Regions from separate parts of the Mus musculus genome. Here region 1 is linked to region 2. Evidence: chromatin contacts called from public Hi-C data. All regions are on one chromosome and are shown on one strand. Each heading gives the region's core, a stretch centred on a gene start, on an enhancer-like site or on the middle of the called end of the contact. The rest is flanking DNA. Distances are from core to core; before and after follow the strand shown. Region 1 has its middle 17 kb from the start of Caprin2. Region 2 has its middle 23 kb from the start of Tmtc1.

Region 1 (3,231 bases), core at 383-2,882, 450 kb after region 2:
GTTGTGAGCCACCATGTGGTTGCTGGGACTTGAACACTGGACCTTTGGAAGAGCAGTCGGGTACTCTTACCCACTGAGCCATCTCACCAGCCCTAATTCTCTCTTTTTAAATTATTATTTTTTTACTTATTCACTTTACAATTCTCTTTTTTAACCCTTCCTCTTTGACATAGAACAAGCTTCATGAATATCTGAGTAAGAACAATTCAGGAGTGTATTGAATTAAGGTCGAGGGTTTTTTTCTAAATTATGTATGTATGTATGTATGTATGTATGTATTTAATGTATGTGAATACACTGTAGCTGTCTTCAGACATACCAGAAGGGGGCATCGGACCCCATTTCAGATGGTTGTAAGTCACCATGTGGAAGAGCAGTCAGTGCTCTTAACCACTGAGCTATCTCTCCAGCCAAAGGTTGAATTTTTTTAATGAGTGAGAGACAGAGGGAGAGACAGAGTGTTGGGAGCTATTAAGGCAACGCTATTGTCCTGATCTCTGAATTGGGCCTCTCCCCCCGAGAAGAAAAGGGGGTCAAAAGCGGGCCACCAGATGCACCGCTCCGAGAAAGTCAGCGCCAGATGTCCTGACCTCAAGATGTACCCTGATACCACCAAGTTCCTGCTTCCCCTTGTAGTCGCCAAAAGAAAAATTTCTGCTGCCCCATCCCTCCTGCTGAGGTGCATTTCCTCTGCCCCATTCCTCCTGCTGAAAGGCACTTCCCCTTTTTTCTTGTGCTTTTAAACCTTGGGCCTGGCTAATACATTGGGGGCTTTGATGCATTCCAGAACGGTTTCTGTGTCGTTATTCGCACAAGGCCCTCGTCTCTCTCTACCCCCCCATTTGGTTATTAGGAGGAGGTCCCCTCGAGACCCTCGAATAACTGGACCTGCTGGATGGGTCAACAGAGAAGAAGGGAAGGAGGAAGGGAGGGAGGGAGAGAAGGAAGGAGAGGGGAGGCAGAGAGAGGGAGAGGGAGAGATCCTATGTGTCTATGCATAGAACTTCAAGCCAGAGAGAAAGTGATTTAAAAAAAAAAAAAAAAAAAACAGAGAAGGAAGTCAAGGTCATTAGGGTCTTGAGAGCAGTAGAAGAAGAGGCTTGGTTTTCAATCAAAGTGTGATGGGAAATGAAGAGAGGACATTAAATAGAGTCATTAGATGATGTCATGTTTTAATCTGAGTCTTAGTTCTTGTACAAGACTCTTTGGCTTCAGTATGGAATAAAAGTCAAGGGTGAGGCAGAGAGACAAGCAAGGGAAATGTTAGTATTCTACACTAGCAATGGTCCTGTACTTCAGGTCAAATACACTGGTAATAACTCGTCTGAGCAGAGGGGTAGATTTTTGAAATATGGTTGATAACACTGGCTGAATAATGACATGAACCAAGAGGCCCTGAGTTTGGCTGGCATGAGTTTAGTTTGACGTATAGGAAAAGATGAGGAGGAGCATAGAGCTAAAAAACAAAAACAAAAACAAAAACAAAAAACAAAAACAAAAACGAGATCCTGTCTAAAAACAACAAATCTACCTCAGGAGAGAGAACTTTTGGCCTTATGAGCTACTACAAGCTGATCTGACTGTTCCAACCCTGACTTCCATGTCCATCTGCTTCTGACTGTTATCTGATGCTGCCCCCACACTGCTCAGTACTGCTCTGGAAGGCCTCTGGTAGTGACATGCCCAGTACTGTGATCTCTGATACTATCTCCTACCACTCTTACTTTTTACATTGGCTCCCTTCTCTGGGTCTCTCTCTCTCTCTCTCTCTCTCTCTCTCTCTCTCTCTCTCTCTGCCAGTGCATGTGTGTGAATAGAATATCCTCTAGGTCTGCCATTTAACATGGGGGATGTGGGTTTTCTGACCAAAATATGAGGTTCTTGAGATCAAACCCAGGAGCCTTTCATATGCCAGTCACACACTCCACCATTCCATTTTATTAATACCATTTCCCTCTCTACTCTCTTCTTTCTGTCTTCCTTTTCCTTTCTTTTTTATAATACAGTTTTATTAAGAAGAATGCTCATTTATTTGTTTTAGTAGTAAGTCAAATGCATTATAATAAATTTAACTTAGCAACTTCTCATTGTTACTGGGTATACTTACTTGTTTTACATGGCATCTTCAAGATCTTCCTATAAACACTTGTCTTCCTCCTTTTCCCCTCCTTTCCTTGTTCTCTCCATTTCCTTCATCTCTTCCTCTTTCTCCTCTTCCTCCTTCTCCTCCTCCTTCTTTTCACACTTTTATTTTGAAGCCAGGTTTCAACTCATAGTCCTCCTTCTTCAATCTCCCCAGTATCTGTTCAGTAAGCACAGCCCTAATATATGCATTTTGGCATAGCCACTTCCTTCTTTAACTATTTGCTACAGCAGAGCTTCCAGTGTTTTCCTCAGGTCACAGAAGCAATACTTGTAAGACACAACCATACAGTGTATTAGCGCCATCTTCTGGACTAGCCAGGGCACCAATTTCTGTACCATGAAAAAAATGTTGTAAGTAAACTCTCCCTTTTCCCATTTAAAATTCCATTCCCTGTGTCCAGTCCCCAGGACCCAGTCCCACATATATACCGCAATCCCTGTGGATACACATTAGCCAGGCCTACAACTATTTCAGAGTACAATCTTTCCTTCCCCTCCAAAGCAGGCACCATGCCTCTGAGTCTGATGAGTAAGACAGATGGACACAGAGCCAGGGCTATACAGAGAAACCCTCTAAAAAAAAACAAACCAAACCAAACAACAAACAAACAAAAACCAACAACAATAAAAACTGCCCACACATAGACACAAAATAAATGTTTAAAAATAATATATATTTTTTAAAAGGTGGCAAGGTACTGGCAAGCTTTGGCAGACCATGCCTGCAACCCTAGCATTTGACAGGCAGAACCAGGAGGATCAGGAACTCAAGATTATTCCTACCTACATATAGTGAGTTTTAGTCCTCCCTGGGCTACATTTAAAACAAAACAAAAGACAGGTATCACCGTGCCCTGGAAACCCTGATATAGACTAAAATATATCTGGTTCAGCTTTTTAAATACAATCCGCAATCACAATGTTGTGCTTCAAGTTATTTTTTTAAGATTTTTATTTTTGTGTTTAATTATGTGTCTATTATATGTCTGTCTGGGAAGGAGGGGAATGTATATGTTGAGTGAGGACTTCCGCAGAGACCAGAAGAGTATATCAGATTCCCATGTAAATACAGGCTTGCCTGAAAAC
Region 2 (3,415 bases), core at 829-3,328:
GAAGAAATTGGTTGTGGCAAAGATAACTTGGAAGCAAACATCACAGGCACACGATCACAAAGACACTATGGAGCTCAAGACTGCAACATTCAGAACAGCTGCAGCAAAGTAAGTTCCCTGCTCCCTCAGAGAGTTTCTTAATATGCGCTTTGCCGACATTCAGGTAAGAACATCAACTGCAGGAGTGATTGGCTTTAAACAGGGAAATCATATTGCCTGATGAGGACTGAAGGAACACGTGTGCGTTTGGAGTATTTCTGGTGCTACAGTTTAGCTGTGAGCTGTCCCTCACAGGCTCATCGATGGACCGTTTGGTTCTCAGCTGGTGGCACTGTTGGGAGGTTCTGGAATCTTTTGAGGTATGGCGGAGTTGGAAGTAGGTCATGGGAGAAGTGACTTTGCAGGTTACATCTGGTCCCCAGTCCCTTCCTAGCTCTCTGCTCCCTGGTCATAAGACGAAGAACTCTCTCTGCCATACATATCCTATCCCTGTCCTGAGTTTTTGTGATGTGTAAAGAACCATTCAAGGATTGATACCTCTAAGACTGTGAGCCAAAAATAGATCTTTCCACTCTCATGTTTCTCTTGGATAATTTAGTATTTTCCCCTTCCTTCCTTCCTTCCTTCCTTCCTTCCTTCCTTCCTTCCTTCCTTCCTTCCTTCTTTCCTTCCTTCCTTCCTCCTTCCCTCCCTTCCTCCCTCCCTCCTTCTCTCTCTCTCTCTTCCTTTTTCTTTCTTCTCCTTCTTTTTCGTTTTGATCTGATGAATGGCATATTACCATGTTCCCCAGGCTGAGTCCAAACTCCTGAGCTCCAGGAATATTAGCATTTAGGTCTCCCAAAAAGCTAGGATTACAGTTATATCTTACTTTACCTAGCTTGTAAGTAAGTCTTTTGGTAAAACTGACAGATAAAATAGCCAGCTAAATTTAAATTTCAGATAAGTTTTGGTATAACTATATTTCATATAATATATGTTACTTATCATTTATCTGAAAATCAAGATTAACTGGATATCTTAGATTAATTTCTGTTGCTCTGATGATAAAAATGTCCTGACCTTTATCAAAGGGATTTGGTTAAGAAAGAATTGCTTACAATTCCAGGTTATAGTACATTCTTGCGGGGAAGTCAAGGCAGAAACTTCAGTCTTATCACATCCACAGCTAAGAGGAGACAGTAATGAATATGTTCATGCTCATTTTACTTGCTTGCTTTCTCTACTTCCATATATTTCAGGACTCCCTGCCTAGGGAAGGGTGCTACCCATGTTGACTCATTAGTGTCAAGTTGATAAATAAAGCGAATGATCAGATTTGGTGTCCCTTTTGTTGTTGTGTTGTGTTGTTGTTTTTTGAGACATGGTCAGTAGCCCCTGTTAGCTTGGAACTCACTATGTATACCAGAATGGCTTCTAACTTAGGAGATATATCTTTCTCTACCTCCTGAGCCCTGGAACTAAAGGAGTGTACCACCATACCAGATACATTTTTGCTAATTTGTCAACCCTATATCTTAGGCCTTCAATGATTAATTAATTCAGTGAAATAATAACCTGTAATCCATTAAATTTAATAAGTTTCTTTCCCAACTCAATTAAATTATCAATATTGCTTTCTGTGTAATAAATGCTATTCATATGTTGTACAGATGTTGTGAGTAGCTATGTCATGAGCCCCATGTGTACATGGAGAATTATCTAATAGGCATCACTTTAGTACAGACTGCAGTGCTTCTGGGTTGTCTACAGTCCAGCTTCAGAGGGTGGAGGGGGAGGAGGGGGAATTCCCTGAAAGAGCGTGACAGCAACTACATTTTTATTTTTCCTTGGAAAATTCCACAGGCATTTGGCTTTGGCACTATCCTCTGGGGACACACACACACACACACACACACACTTGTGCACAAATAACACACTCTCTGTTTATTTCTTTTGCAATCAAGCTCTGTGCTATTTTTATCTGGAAGATGAAACCTGAGGTACCCTCCAGGCATGAGGATTGATTTGCTGGGCCTCTGTCATTAGCATCTCCACTATGCTGAGTGGCCCCAGTCTCACAGGGGTTCCCACCCTGTGAGAGCTGATGGATGAGTCAACAGGACCTTCCAGGCCGGGGCTGCTGCAGTGTGAGCTAAAGGCCTGGAAACAATAAAAGTGCAATTTTCTGAGAGATTTACCTGCAGGAGAGCCAGGAACATAAAAGTTTTTTCTGTTTTTTACCTTAAGCCTCTTCTTTCCTCTTAGTCTCCGTGGGGGGGGGGGGGGGGGAGGAAGGACTGTATCCTGTCAGGTTAATTGAGGGTGACATGAAATGTAATCATAGCAGCCACCACTGCAATGGCTTCAAGGAACCATGGAGCAGGTGGAGGCTTCACATCGGGAAGGGCAGAGGCAGAGGCTGCAGGACTCAGAACTATCAGCTGTTTGCTGTTGAACACTGGGCAGGCATCCAGTTGACATCTGACAAGGGACAGATCTGCCTCCAGCAGGGCCTGAGAACCTACAGAACCTTCTCAGAGTTTCCCTGAGTTCAGGCCAGACACTATAATCCATTCTGGGCATAGCCCAGCATGACTCTCAAAGGGCTGTTCCTAAAACTGGGTATTTCAACACCACAGAGTAGGAAAGGGGTGTGTATCCTGTAACAAGTGTCCTCACAGAGCTTGAGGGAAAGCTTTCCATGCTGGTGCGGAGCAGCCATTAGTGAGCCCCAGTCTGCAGAGCTCATTCCATCTTCCATGTGCTGGACACTGTCTGACTTAGCTTGCCCAGAACCATCACTCCTGCCCGCCCTTGTCATTTCTCCTTGGTTAATCTAGTAATTGTGCAATAATTCACTTGCAAGTTCACCCTGCTATCCACAACTCTTCCAAATGTTGAATCAACATCAATCCAACTTTATTAATGGCCCAAGACAATACAGTTGGATAGCATTGCTGAGTAGACTTCTGACTCTCACAAGAAGAAATTGGACTTTTTCTGGGTTGGAAATTTTAATGTTATGCTAATTTACATGATGCTGTGCTGTGATGAGAAGCTGACTATGACTTCCTGCCTGCAGGTATGACTGTCACCACAGGGTAAGATTGCTGTCCCTCTCTCAGAAGAGTTACAAGGCTCAGTAAAGCTCGCAATCAGGACTAGGAAGAAAAGAGGTGGATATGGTGGCATTTGCCTGTAATCTCAGCAGAGGAAGGTAGAAATAGAAAGATTAGGAGTTCAAGATCAGCTTCAGCTACATAATGAGTTGGAAGCCAGTTTGAGCCACATGAATCCTCATTTCAAAATAACAAAAGGAAAGACAACAGAATATGGAAAAGAAGAAAGGATAGAAGGAGTTTATTGGGACCTTCATGGGTCAGTTAGATTCTCTAAAATCTGAAAAAAAAAAAAACAGATGTTTGACCTTGATTTT

What was found. Hi-C and Micro-C count contacts between places; a contact is called where the count stands out from the background.
Region 1: a contact with region 2 is called in a Hi-C map of the Ba/F3 cell line, with 6 times the contacts expected there. The contact joins two enhancer-like sites. A contact is called at or near these places in 20 of 484 Hi-C or Micro-C datasets (the Ba/F3 cell line, the HPC-7 cell line, cranial neural crest and 3 more), 1 of 115 datasets of contacts at active chromatin or transcription factors (embryonic stem cells) and 1 of 9 other capture datasets (embryonic stem cells).

The regions. Positions count from the first base shown.
Region 1 is chr6:148,911,714-148,914,944 of GRCm38.p6, forward strand. No RefSeq gene overlaps it. Among named protein-coding and RNA genes, the nearest start is that of Caprin2, 17 kb to the left of the region's middle. Within about 2 kb of position 1,633, at least 21 of the 459 cell types and tissues checked have an H3K27ac peak or open chromatin away from gene starts, as enhancers often do. A contact at or near this core is called in the Ba/F3 cell line, where this site is marked.
Region 2 is chr6:148,465,638-148,469,052 of GRCm38.p6, forward strand. No RefSeq gene overlaps it. Among named protein-coding and RNA genes, the nearest start is that of Tmtc1, 23 kb to the left of the region's middle. Within about 2 kb of position 2,079, at least 32 of the 459 cell types and tissues checked have an H3K27ac peak or open chromatin away from gene starts, as enhancers often do. A contact at or near this core is called in the Ba/F3 cell line, where this site is marked.